Regions from separate parts of the Sus scrofa genome. Here region 2 is linked to region 1. The links are chromatin contacts, called in public Hi-C maps. All regions are on one chromosome and are shown on one strand. Each heading gives the region's core, a stretch centred on a gene start, on an enhancer-like site or on the middle of the called end of the contact. The rest is flanking DNA. Distances are from core to core; before and after follow the strand shown. Region 1 holds the start of MBNL3 (muscleblind like splicing regulator 3). Region 2 has its middle 48 kb from the start of MBNL3.

Evidence for each region. A called contact is a pair of places that touch in the nucleus more often than the background predicts.
Region 2: a contact with region 1 is called in a Hi-C map of liver, with 2.0 times the contacts expected there. The contact joins the enhancer-like site here to the promoter of MBNL3 in region 1. A contact is called at or near these places in 5 of 47 Hi-C or Micro-C datasets (embryonic fibroblasts, epiblast stem cells and liver) and 1 of 2 datasets of contacts at active chromatin or transcription factors (alveolar macrophages).

What each region holds. Positions count from the first base shown.
Region 1 is chrX:108,526,329-108,533,222 of Sscrofa11.1, reverse strand. It overlaps MBNL3 (muscleblind like splicing regulator 3), which reads left to right and starts at 3,790. Exons shown (of 9, transcript NM_001243933.1): 1 at 3,790-3,807; 2 at 4,430-4,493.
Region 2 is chrX:108,573,346-108,580,735 of Sscrofa11.1, reverse strand. It overlaps a transcript of MBNL3 not described here. Among named protein-coding and RNA genes, the nearest start is that of MBNL3, 48 kb to the right of the region's middle. Within about 2 kb of position 4,610, at least 1 of the 83 cell types and tissues checked has an H3K27ac peak or open chromatin away from gene starts, as enhancers often do. A contact at or near this core is called in liver, where this site is marked.

The sequences.
Region 1 (6,894 bases), core at 2,541-5,040:
CAAGGCTTCCTGTGAAGATTAAATAATACAGTGCATATGAAGCACTTGGCATAGTGTCTGGCACATGGTAAATATAACAGAAGGTCAGCTCTTGGGATTCAGGCAGACCCGGTGTGAAAGGAAATGCGGACCAGATCTCAGTGTTCAGTAAGTCCCTCAAATGAGTCATGTCATCATGACCAAGTTCATGATATTCCTGGACAATGTAATTTTACAAGGGCCTCCACCTGGTCTCTAAATAAATGCGTGTCAGTGGTCGTCGTGTTCCGAGTCACATGAACTAAGCCTGTATGTAATTATTCTCTAGCACACTCATAAATGGTCAGAATTAGTTCACATCTGAAGGGTCCTTTGACCTTCTCTACTGGAGTCTAGTGGATAAAGTCGATGTCAAGCATGAAACAAAGTCAAACGAGTTCCATGTTCCAGTTATCTTTAGTGGAAAAATGAGTGTGAAATATTGGGACACTGATGTTTTACACAGCCTAGTTTATTTTGCTGTGTTGCTGGATCAGCTCTTTTTCTAGAATGGAATTGGATTTACCTTGTATAAGAGACACGTCAACTGGACTCTTTTTTTTTCTTCAGAAAGGTTTTCTGGAAGATTCAAATTTTATTCTGATTTTCAGGGAAGGCACAATGAAGCTGGAGATTTCTTTTCTTTCTCCCTCCCCAGAAGAAGGATTTCCCTAATTAAAAGACACTGATTAGAACCTAGAAACTTTGTTGTGTTTCATGTAGAGGGTTTATGTTTTTAAGGAACATTGCATCGTTACAAGCGCACTCTTCGCCCAATAACTCTTGTTCTGGCTGCTTAAACTGACTTGTGGCTTTTAAAGCTAATTAACTTTCGCTGTCCTTTGCTTTACTTTTTTCCCTGTTTTAGATTTGGAGATAGACATTCTTTGGCAGAGGTCATATTTCAACTTCTTTTCTGTAAGGATGGGAGACATTTATGGTTGAGGGATTGATTTATTTGAAAACATAAAACTTCCACTTATCGTTTGATCTTCTTTAAACAGCCCCATTTCTAGTTACCCTGTTCGTGGATGGCCTTGTTTAGTTCTTTAAATACCAGGAACAGTTTCATCATCATCAAATATTAACTGCTCACTGAAAGCAGAAGGTGAGCTTAACAAGGTTGCAGTATTTACTAAGTTAGTTATTGAGAGAAAGTCATTTTCAAACATATATTTTTTTAAATGTAATTTCAGTAATTTCATCTAGAATTTTGCCAATTCCGTTCACATCTCTGAAACACATTCTGGATGAAACTTAATACGTTTGGTAAATAAATATTCAAGCCAAGCAGAACAGGTCTTTTTTTTTTAAAAAAAAAAAAAGAGCGACAAAGAATTTATATCAATAAATGGCTTGTTTTTATGTCTGGCAGGGCAAAAACCAACAGCAACCTGGCCTAATTTTCAGATGCTTTTTGAAAGAATCACTGGGCTTAAAGTGCCAGTTTATTTAAATACGCAGTACATTTGGAGTTTGGAGTTTTTGTTTTTCTGATACTCTAAAATGCTTGCAGTTTTAATATCAAGTTCACACAGAGGGTTCAATAAGACCTTTGGTGATACAAATATATCATCATTAACAAAATTGAGACTTAGTTCCTGCCGCAAAGTATTTTAATGGCAGTCCATGTCACCAAGTAAAGCTTTCTGCTGGAAAATTGCGTGTTTGGTATTAGTGTGATAGTGGGATAGGAGCGTGAGGAAAATGCTTACGTTAAAGTGGATACAGTTGGCTCTGTTTGGTGTTTGAACCGTGATTTCACACTTACGCATTTAGCAAGACCCTGTAAACAGCCCTTTGGTATCATGCTTTTAAATTCCTTTATCTGAAAGGAAACCTATGTTTAGCAAAAGGAAAAAAAAAAGGACTGATTTTCATCTTTGTGCCTCTAATTTCAAAAATGCAGAGGTAAATCAATAACTATATCTGCCCTTTATATAACCTCTGGGTGGAGGGGTACATGGCTGGCTATAGCTATAGATGTAATTATTTCATTGATTCTCAGCAGCATACTGAGCTCTGCAAAGATAAATTAACTCTGAACAATAATCAGCGCTGTTCTCACCCTATACTCCCTCCCCTTAAAAGTTTGCAAGAAATTTGTCTAAATTTAATTCTCCTTTGAAATTTTTCTTTTTACTTGGAGACAGGAAATTTAATTTTGCCAAGTGGAAACCGCAAGGTTTAAGTTTAGTACAAAACTAAGACCCTTAGGAATTGGAAGGGATTGCCAAATACCTTCTTACTTCCCAACTTTTAGTGCCGTTAAAACTCACTTGAGACGCTTAAGTCATGGAAAACCTAAGGTAACTGGCATGGTTTCAAGGGATGGAAGTCTCGGCGGGCGTAGGAAAGCCAGTTAGAGAAAGTTTGAAGTTGTTTTTTCAGAGCTTGTCTGGCTGAAGTATTTAAGGGAAACTTACAGCCATGGCAAGGGGCGCTGGGACGATGACTGTCGGATCTTTCTTTGTAGCAATCGTAGGAAAAATCTCTCAGCTCTGGGGAGGTCAAGTATGGGCAGAAATGGTCAATGTCACGTCAACGGCCCATCCGGTTCTTTGGAGTTTACTACATGCCATGGGGCTTGCTTTGAACTTTAGGCAGAGGGAGCTGAATCAGATCGCTCTTTTCCTAAGGCTTCTGCAGTGAGATGTGTCGAGAGGTGTTTTGGGGGAGGCGGAAAGAGGGATGGTTCTGTGATTGAATTATGTTTCTGAACTCAAAGTCAGCAGGTTTCTTTGCTGTAGAACAAGTGACAAGAGAACCTTTCTTATGCTCCTGTGGACAAGTCATCTACAGGAGAGGACTAGAGGGTGCTGTTCCTTCCAAGTATTTCTCCGGGAAAACTCCGTTCCTGAGGCTCCTGCCCTGGGAATAGTGGTGTGCGGTGCACACTCTGGCACACGCTGGACTGAATGATCTCCGAGAGCCTTTCCAGCTTTACTGTTGGATGTTTCTATGACATATTGTCTCTAAACATAGAAGCTTCCCCAGTGAAGTAGTGTCATTCTTTCTGACCTTAACTAATTCTGACTCTGATCATTCCAACAAAGGAGGCTACGGTCCTAATGGGTAAAATGTAAATTCAGGACCGTGTGACTAACTCCTGAATGTTTACAGGTGCCACTTTTGTGATATACATAGTCTATAAGGTGGGGCTATAACAGATTGCCATTTTTCCTAAAGATATTGTTTCGTTTCTTAGAGTTGGCCCTGCCCTCCACTTCTCAGGCATTGGCTGAGAAAGACATTTAGGCAAATAATGGCTATCCGTGCCATTTTTTTTTTTCTTTTTGAGTGTTACCATGCCATTTTTTGCCTGTTTCGAATATGTATCTGCCTGGATCTTACGTGTGCATGTAGAAACAGGATGCTTAAGCACACGTTTTCCTGGCCTGTAGTGGATGACTTCAAGACTAAAGAAATTAAAGTTAACCTGCCTTCCCCTTCCCCCCCCAGTGCACAGACACACTAAGAAAACCCTTAAAAACATAAAAGCCTCATCTTGCTTTAATCACGTGTAGGTTCAAAAAAAGTTGTATACATTTTGAGCCAGGAGTTAGGCCTGGTGGTCACACAGTCTGCCCCCTCCCCCGGATTCAAGTTGGTGGGAGGAGCTCCCACAGGCATCAGTGTCTTTGAATATACAGTTGCGCCACTGTGGTTGGGAAAGTGGAGTGGCTGACCGGGTAGGGAGCCGTGTGAAGCTTTTGGTGGGAGGAGCCATGGAATAAAAAATTGCTTTCTCCAGCCGTCAACTTCCTTAAATTCCTTGCAGCTGGTCAGGTAAGCTGGGCCTGAGGGTGCCTCCTGCTTTGCCCCGGGCAACCGAAGGCCTAGTAGAGCCGGGGCTGATTCTATGGAGGGGGCTGCTTAGGACCTTAAGGTAAAGAGAGTAAGTAAAGTGGGGTTTCGAGGATTTACCTTTATTTTAGCTGAACCCACCAAGATGGAAGAATAGGTAGGGAGAGGGTGGCTAGATAATAGATTGCATGGGGCATACTTACACTAAAAAATCCGCCCTCGTTTATCTGAAATTCAAATTTGATTGGGCATCCTGAATTTTCATTTGATAAAGCTGGCAACCCTAGATAGGATTCCAGGCAGAAGCCCTAGCCGGGAAGAAAAGGTACAAGCAGCTGGTGTCCCTTTTTGTCCTGGTTCTAAATCGCTGTGGTTAGTGACTAGATGGGGTGTCCAGCAAAAGGAGCCCGAGGACCCTAAGATTTGACAAAGGCCCGAGGGGGACCCTCTCTCTACTTTATGTTGCTTCGTAACAAAGCCTATGTAGTAAGTAGCTTCATGAAGTTGCATGATTTTATGTGTGTTTCTTGGAGTAACAAATTGTCATTCTTTTCTCTTTTCCTTTTTTTTTTCCCTATATTTTAATGACATTTTACATTGGCAGCCATCAACTACTTTAAAGACAGCTTCCATGAATACTTAGCATCGGAAACGCCTTCTGACTCTTGGTAAACTCAGTGGGCTTCACTTTTCTTGGGGGTTCTAATTTCCTTCTGGTTGGCTGTCTTATAGACAGAGAGGATGTGTTCCTGAAGAGCAGATTATTGAAGAGATAGTTAATATTTTTTTCTAAAGCAATTGAAGGTATTCGATTAGACCGGTGAGGAAAAATTGAGGGGGAGGCAGGAAGCAGATCTGAGTTACTGGGAAGGCAGGCTTGGTTTCACTCTGAACAGCAACTCTGACTTTTAGTGCTGTTTGCTCTTCGAGAAAATTCAGAGAAAAACTTCAAGTTTGGGATTATTTGAAAATAAATGTTTGGTGTGAATTCAGCTGAACAGGGGTCTTAAAGCACGGTGGGGGGACATTTTTCTCGTAAGAAGTCTGGATACGCAGTAGAGATGCCCAAGAAGGCCCCGCTCTAGTGATTGACCTAAAGCCTTGTATTCCTCCTTTGTCTAAGTGGCTTCAGGGAGTTTGACTTGCAGCTGGTTAGAGAAATGCAGGGTGGGGATGGAGCCCACCTGTCAAGGAAGGCAGTTTATTCTAAGGTGACCCTGGTGCTCCCCTTGGGCAGGCCCAGGTGCTAATTAAATATGAATCCACTGCAGGTGCCTTTACTCAGCTCTGTGGGGTCCTCTATCCTGGAGGCGGGGGGAGTTCTGGTGGCCACAGATCCCTGGGAATTAGAACAGGGTTTAGGTCTGTGTGCCTTAGGATTTCCTAACATTTCTGATTGAGTTACCAGGATTTTTCAGCCATGATGGTCACTTATACCTCAGAGTATATATTCATAGCAAAAAGAAAGAAAAAAAGAAGAAATCTTGTTTTGAATTAGCTGTTTTCTGAACCTGAACAGAGTAACGGTTCATTTGAAAGAAAAAACCAGAAACAGCCTCAGTCGTGTGTTGGCTGTTGTTCTCTTCTTAGAGAAGAAAGAACTTGAGCCAGGAAACAGCAAGAAGAGCAATTAGGATTCTAAGGCAGACCTAGTGTTATGCCCTCATAACATTATTCTCATAAAGTTTATTCATTCAGCAAACTTTATGGAGTGGACACTCTTCACCAGGCACAGAAAGAGCCCCGGAGGCTCAAAGATGAAGAAGATATAGTCCTGCCTTTAGACAAACTCAAAGTCGAATGGGGAGATAGGCATGCAAACAGTTTATCCCTGTACACAGTGATAAGTGCTATGATAAAAGTGAGTACAAGGTGCAGCTGGAGGCACAAAGGAGGAAGAGGAATGGGAGTAAGGGTGTGGGGGTAGGGAGATGGGTTTAGGCAAATCTTTACAAAGCGAGAGAGTCCTTTCAACTGAAAATCCATATTGGGTAGTGAGAGCCCAGAAGCTTGGCTGCCGTCCTTACTGAGCTGCTTGTAAATTAGGACAAGCCATCTCATCAATTTGGCCCTCGCTTTCCCTGTAAGATAAAGGTGCACGAGATGTTCCTTAAAATCCTTAAAATCCCGTTCAGCCTTAAATGTTGTGATTCTGGAAATCAGGTTATCTTAGTGGGCTGTTGCAGAACAACAGTGTGTTTGTTGAACCTACTCCTCCCTTCCGCTTTTGGAGGTCACCATTTGAAAGCTTTCTTGAGGCAGATAGGCAGGAAAATTGTGCCCTCCTCCCAGCTTCTTAGCTATTGAGACCTGTTGTCTGGTTTGCACCAAAGTCATTGTCTTGTATGTGTGTGTGTTTGGGGGGGATGTCAAGGAAGGCGAGTTGAGCAGAGATGCAGTGCCCACTTCGTGGGGGGAGTGGCCCTCGCCATGGTGGGGGTGGGGGTCCTACGTTCAGCCCCGTTAATTTTGCTTTCAGTACACTCAGGAAATGGTTTATCAAAGTCTTTAAAGACTTTTTGTCTGCACCCCAAATTGAAATGAAAAGTTGCATGCAAGACTCTTAAGGATGGGAATTAAAATCCTTACAATTTTAAGGATTTTTGTGCATGTATATATATATATATATCTATATCAATATTCATAGATGGTACAGTACTGAAAGATAAAGACAGCCCTCTAAGAAGAAAGTGGGAAATTTGCCATTAGTATGCTGACCTCTGACTAATACTCAATCTTTGTTGATGTTGTCTCACTTTGAGTTGTTTCAGAGTGTTCCTAGTCTTTAATAGGTCCGTGATGCTTGTAGGAACCAGGCAACCTAGTATGTATGATTTGTAATTCTAAAATTACCGTTACTTCCTTGGAGAAGCCATGTCCACACCTGTAAGTATGTTTCAGTAGGGCAGTATAATCCATAGGATTTTTCATTTAATACGTGATCACTAAAATGGAATCTTTTTTTTTTTTTTTTCCATAGAAATGAAATCACCCATTCGTAGCCCTTAACATTTAACTTTTACCTCTTGGTAACCTAGCAGAGCAGTGAGTTGTCTTTGAAAAGGTAAT
Region 2 (7,390 bases), core at 3,361-5,860, 47 kb before region 1:
TACCTATAGTTCTAGCAATGTTAAATGCAAATTAGCATTGTTCTTGAATGCAGCTCTAGACTCTGCAACAGTTTTCATGGAGTGGTGGAGACAGAGGTCTCTTGTAAGTGTGTGCAGGAATGATTTGCGAGTGAGGAAGAGGAGGTATCAGCTGGAAGATGTTCCAGCAGGGAAGGCTTAGGAAGCCTTCCTTGAGAGAGAGGCAGAGCTGAACTGTAGAAAAAGTCACAGGGATATTGGTGGGAGAAACACAGGAAGATGCCTGAGGGACACGGCCAAGGAGTGGATGGGTTCCTAAGGATATTATGGTTTGGCCCATTCATCAGTAGCCTCGGGGGCCTAAATCATGTAAGTTGTTTATTTATTTATTTTTATTTTTGTCTTTTGTCTTTATAGGGCTGCACCCATGGCATATGAAGGTTCCCAGGCTAGGGGTCGAATCAGAGCTGAAGCCGCAGGCCTGTGTCACAGCCACAGCAGTGCTGGATCCAAGCCACGTCTGCGACCTACACCCCAGCTCATGGCAACGCCAGATCCTTAACCCACTGAGCGAGGCCAGGTATTTAACCCGCACCCTCATGGTTCCTAGTCAGATTCGTTTCCGCTGAGCCACAGTGGGAACTCTGTTTTTTGTTTTTTTTTTTAATGAAAGGTATGTAACATCTGGATTCCTAAGATCATGTTATCTCTCCACTAAGATTATCTTTTCCTAACCTGTTTGAAATTTCGTAGGTAAAATTTGCATGAGCGGCTGCTGTGACTTATCCATGTTTATAACCTTGACATCTAGTTATGTGGCCCCGAGTTAGTCCTTAATGAATGTTTGTTTAAATGTATTGTTTTTTTTAAAAAAAGAATGTATTTAGGGGTAAGTTCCCGCTGTGGCGCAGCAGGTTAAGAGTCCGACTGCAGTGGCCCAGGTCACTGTGGAGGCACCGGTTCGATTCCCAGCCTGCACAGTGGGTTAAAGGATCTGGCCTTGCCACAGCTGTACCTCAGATTCAGTCCATGGCCTGGGAACTTCCTTGGGCGGCCATTAAAAAAAATTTATGAAAAAGAAATTACAGAGAACCACTATCAATGTGTATTCAATAATTGGATATGAGCAATCTACCCTGAGTGGTTTAGAGTCCTTCATTTACTTGCCCTAAGGTAATGGACTAGACTTGATCTTTCAGCATTACTTGCAACTCTAGCATTCTTAACGTCTTTATCCTTTAGTGAAAGAGTCTTGTTAGACTTTTGACAGACCTGATAACCCAAGTTGTATTGTTTCGGTGATTACTAATGTGAACACTGCTTTGTGGCTTGAGGCTTGAATGGTTTTAGTGGAACAAGTACATGTGATCGGTGATATCATCCATATTTGGACCCTGAGAATTTAAGCTCAGTTTCATGTCAGTGTGAGTTGAAGTTGTTTCCGTTATGCTGAGAACCTTTATGCTCTTTTGTATGACGTGCTGTTATTTAAAAGAGAATCAAGGCATTTTTGTCTCCTACATTGGTACATTAAATTATATGGTAGTCCAGTTTAATCACTGAAGTCATTCAGTACGTGGTGATATAGATGATATCATAGTAACTGAATTTCCTCATCATTCATATAAGGTACACTAATCTGATTTTAAGTTGATGAACACAGTGTGATAACTATAGTCTAGAATTTTATCAGTTTTAATGGAATTCCATTCACCTGACTATAAATGTAAATTCTCTCTTTAACCCAACATTTAAGCCATTACTCCTTCTTTTTTGCTTGGCCATTTAAGCTGAGTTGATTTTTTTGAATGATCCTTATCGATAGTATTTTTGTATTTTCCATACATGTTCGTGCATACCTTGGCGTACAGACTTCCTTGCTGGTTTGACTTCAGCATTTTCCTTGAATTTATTTTCTTTTTTTTTTTTTTTGACTTTTTGCTATTTCTTTGGGCCGCTCCCGCGGCATATGGAGGTTCCCAGGCTAGGGGTCGAATGGGAGCTGTAGCCACCAGCCTACGCCAGAGCCATAGCAACACGGGATCCGAGCCGAGTCTGCAACCTACACCACAGCTCATGGCAACGCCGGATCGTTAACCCACTGAGCAAGGGCAGGGACCGAACCCGCAACCTCATGGTTCCTAGTCGGATTCGTTAACCACTGCGCCACGACGGGAACTCCTGAATTTATTTTCAAATCCTGCTTTCTTTTCAGGCTCTTACTCAGATCTTGTGAAATCCTCTTAAGGAGAGATCATTTTTATTTTGCCTTTCCATTTTGATTTGCATACTCCAGATTTTGATATAACAAGCTTCAAATTAGCAACAGACAGAGAGGACTTTTAAAAGGAATTGGCTGCCTGAATGTAGTATAATAGGATCACAATTTTTCATAATTTCTAAAACTTGGGGATTTCCCGTCGTGGCTCAGTGGTTAGGGAATCTGGCTAGGAGCCATGAGGTTGCAGGTTCAATCCCTGGCCTCGCTCGCTCAGTGGGTTAAGGATCTGGCATTTCTGTGAGCTGTGGTGTAGGTCACAGATGCGGCTCAGATCTGGCATTGCTGTGGCTGTGGTGTATGCCGGCAGCAACAGCTCTGATTCGACCCCTAGCCTGGGAACCCCCATATGCTGTGGGTGCAGCCCTAAAAATAAATAAATAAATAAATAAATAAATAAGTAAATATTTAAAACTCGGTTCAGAGTTTTTGCTTTGATTTGGATAACCATTTTTGGTAGAAAATTTCTATTCTAGGGGGAGGGATTTAGTGTACCCAAAGGCTTCTATGCTTCCCTTCTGCCAGCTGGGTGCCAGATTTCTGAACCACATGTTCTTTTGAATGGGTGATTTGAAACCCAATGTGCCAAGCATTTTCTAACTTATTTGCCAGATGCATGAAAAGATATATTCAAAAAATTATCAGCAATTCAGGATCCTCTGGCTTCCATGGATAGGCAGTAATGAGCTTTCATATTGCAATTACAGGAAGCTGGGAAGAAAATTGGGAGACTGGAGATTTTTAAATTAGTGTCCATGACTCTATTATTGTGACATCTGAGAACTTTAAATATTGAAAGACTCGATAACACTATTTGGTGACAAGTCTAGAATTGAGGTTTATGGCAGATTTTGTTTTGAAAGTAGACTTTAACATTGCTCCTCAATTTTGTCTGCTTCATAGAATATTGAACGAGATAATGAATATAAAACAGTTAACACAGTGTCTAGCACAGAATAAGAACTCCATAAATGTTAACTATTATTAACATCTAGAAATACCAATTGTTTAATAACCGAGATGCTGCTTTAGAGTAGATCATAAAATTTGCCCAGCAAAGTAAATTTAACCTTCTTAATGTGTTTTAGTGGTTATTTTGTGACCTCTAAACTCACTGTTGGAATTTTTACTCAATAAAATTCCCAGTATTTCAATTGATTGGAAATTGATATAGAGAACACTTTTTATTTTTATTTATTTTGTCTTCTTGCCTTTTCTAGGGCCGCTCCCGCGGCACGTGGAAGTTCCCAGGCTAGGGGTCGAATCGGAGCTGTAGCCACTGGCCTACACCACAGCCACAGCCACGCAGGATCCAAGCTGCGTCTGCGACCTACACCACAGCTCACGGCCACGCCGGATCCTTAACCCACTGAGCAAGGCCAGGGATGGAACCCGCAACATCATGGTTCCTAGTCGGATTCGTTAACCACTGAGCCACAACGGGAACTCCCGAGAATACTTTTTAATGATTAGGTATTTTTTATTTTATTTTAATTTTTTTTTTACTTTTTAAAAATTAAAGTATAGTTGATTTACAATGTTGTGTCAATTTCTGCTGTAGAGAATATTTTTAATGGAATAGTTGGTATGCATGTTAATCCTGAGCACAGAGGATAGCAGGAGAAATGGACTCTCATAGGTAGAAATAGGAAAAGAAAAGCCAAAACCAAACGTTTGGTAGGCAGAAGAAATATGCCAGACTGTATGTTTTGGCTAGCAACAGACTGTGTGACCTGGAGGGTCAGATGATTATAAGTAGGTAAGCTGTGTCTAATTCTAGAATGTGTTCAAAATTAGAGAAGATCAGGGAGTTCCCATTATGGCACAGTGGAAACGAATCCGACTAGTAACTATGAGGTTGTGGGTTCAATCCCTGGCCTAGCTCAGTGGGTTAAGGATCCGGCGTTGCCGTGAGCTGTGGTGTAAGTCACAGATGTAGCTCGGATCTGGCATTGCTGTGGCTGTGGTGTAGGCCGGCAGCTGTATCTCCGATTCAACCCCTAGCCTGGGAACCTCCATGTGCTGCAGGTGTGGCCCTAAAAAGCAAAAAAAAATAGAGAAGATCAGGTAGAACATCATAGAAAAGTAGAGTCCCACTGGGGTCAATAAATCCGTATAGTATAAGCAGCAATCCCTGCCTTTCCCCAAGGATTCAAAGCTTCAGAGAGCACCCTTCTGGTTTTTAGCAGTGAGTGTGAAATTTATCCATAGCCAAGAATTAAACTCAAACATGGATATGTGTTGTTAATGAAAGAAGCTAAATGAATCAGGACAATTGGGTTAAACTTTGGGAATCCGCCCACCCATTCTGACCACAGATTGACAAGATATCAGATATGTTGAAATCAGATCATGAGCTCTTCATGTGGACACTAACAATTTCAGGCAATGAAGCCAAGTAGATGAACCTTTCTGGGCCTCTGTTCAAGGTTGAAGTAATCGATAGGTTACTTTGCTCCTCGCTGGCTCGGATAATTCTGCCGTGACCACGTTTACATTTATTTGGGACATTTTCATATTTGATGTGAGCTTCATTTTTCTGTACTTTCCTTTTAAAAATCTGAAATGTAGATTTAAATTATACACATTACAGAGGCAGGAACATAAGTTATTTCCCCATTTATTGAGGCAAACCAGAATTGAAATGGATAGATTTCACAGAACAGTTCTTATAGAAGCATTACATTTCAGGGTAACGGTATTGCATTCCATTTTCACGGTACAATTAAAACAATCTTCTTTCCAGCTCCCCTCTACTCGGGGAGGGGGGGTGCAATCCTTTTGAGACTCATTGAGATTGACCTTGAAAGACAGAAGAGAACTATTCCGTGTGGGCCAGGAAGACGACTTTATAATGACAGCATTGTAATTACACACTTTTCTTTAGCGATAGCAAGGGCATTGACTATGTATCCAAAATTCAGTGAAAAGATGTTAAAATGACAGCCTCTTTTATGTTGTCTCTAAATTTTTCTATAAAGAAACACCGTTAATATCTAATCCAGTATAAATCACTCTGAAATAGCAAGAGAAAAATGGAATTCTTATTTTAAAGTCCGATAAGGATATTCTCAGGCCAATATGAAGTTTGGGAAATGTAGAACTTAAGATTCTATCCTGTCTGTGCTCCCAACTCTTCACTCCTAACTCTTTTTAAAAACTCAGTTTATTTAAACGAATGAAAAATATGTACCCATTTCTTCAACCCCATAACCCCCACCCTGTTCTCTGTATGTATGTCTGAACACTTGAGTTTTTATATATAATAACGTGTGTGTATACATTCTATATATAAGCAAAATCATATGGTATTTGTCTTTCCCTGTCTGACTTATTTCACTTAGCATAAGGCCCTCAAGGTCCATCCATGTGGTTACAAATGGCAAGATTTCATTCATTTTTATGGCTAAATAATATTCCATTTCCTATATAAAACACACACACACATATATCACAGTCTCTTTATCCATTCATCAGTGGACATTTGCGTTGTTTCCATACTTTGGCTATTGTAAATAATGCTGCAGTAAACACAGAGGTGTATGAATCTTTTTGAACTAAAGTTTTCATTTTCTTCAAATAAATACCCAGAAGTGGAATTGCTGTATCAGATGGTAGTTGTATTTTTAATTTTTTGAGGAACCTCCATACTGGTTTCCATGGTGTCTGTACCAGTTTTCATTCCCACCAACAGTGTACAAGGGCTCCCTTTTTCTCCACATCCTTGCCAACATTTGTTATTTCCAGTCTCTTTAATAACAGCTGTTCTAACAGGTGTGAGGTGATATATCTCATTGTGGTTTTCATTTGCATTTATCTGATGATTCATCATGTAGAACATCTTTTTCATGTGTCTGTTAGCCATCTGTATGTCCTCTTTGGAAAAATGTCTATTCAGATCTTCTGTGTATATATATATATATATATATATATACACAGAAAAAATATATATATTATTATTATTATTATTTTTTTTTTTGCTTTTTAGGGCCACACCCACGGCATAAGGAGGTTCCCAGGCTAGGGGTCCAATCAGAGAGACAGCTGCCAGCCACAGCCACAGCCACAGCCACAGCCACACCAGATCTGAGCCACGTCTGCGACCTACGCCACAGCTCCTGGCAACGCCAGATCCTTAACCCACTGAGCAAGGCCAGGGATTAAACCTGCAACCTCATGGTTCCTAGTCAAATTTGTTTCCGCTGTGCCACGATGGGAACTCCCTAAATAGGGTTATTTAGAGATTTTTGCTATTGAGTTGTATGAGTTCTTTATATATTTTGGATCTTAGCTCGTTATCAGATACATGATTTACAAATATCTTCTATTCAGTAGGTTGCCTTGTCATTCTGTTGATCGTTCCCTTTGCTGTGCAAAAGCATTTTACTTTGATATGGTCCTACTTTTTTATTTTTGCTTTTGTTGTTCTTGTTTTTGGTGTCAAATTAAAAAAAAATCATTGCCAAGACCTATATCAAGGAGCTTACCACCATACTTTCTTCTAGGAGGCTTATGGTTTTTTGTTTTTGTTTTGTTTTTTTCTGTCTTTTGTCCTTTTAGGATCACACCAGCGGCATATAGGGGTTCCCAGGCTAGGGGCCTAATTGGAGCTGTAGCCACCAGCCTACGCCACAGTCACAGCAATGCCAGATCCTAGCTGTGTCTGCAACCTACACCATAGTTCATGGCAATGCTGGATCCTTAACCCACTGATCGAGGCAAGGGATCGAACCCACAATCTCATGGTTCCTAGTCAGATTCGCTTCCGCTGTGCCACGACGGGAACTCCCTAGGAGGTTTATGGTTTCAGGTCAGTTTTATAGTCAAATCCTTAATCCATTCTGAGTTAATTTTTGTGTATGGTGTAAGATAGTGGTTCAGTTTCATCCTTTTGCATGCGGCTGTCCAATTTTCCCAACACTATTTATTGAAGACACTATCCTTTCCTCATTGTATATTCTTCACTTCTTTTATCATAAATGAATTGACCGTGTGTGGGTGGGTTTATTGATGGGCCCTCTATTCTGTTCCATTGATTTAAGTGTCTCTTTTTATGCCAATACCATAATTACTATAGCTTTGTAATGTAGTTTGAAATCAAGACAGTGGTGCCTCCAGATTTGTTCTTTCTCA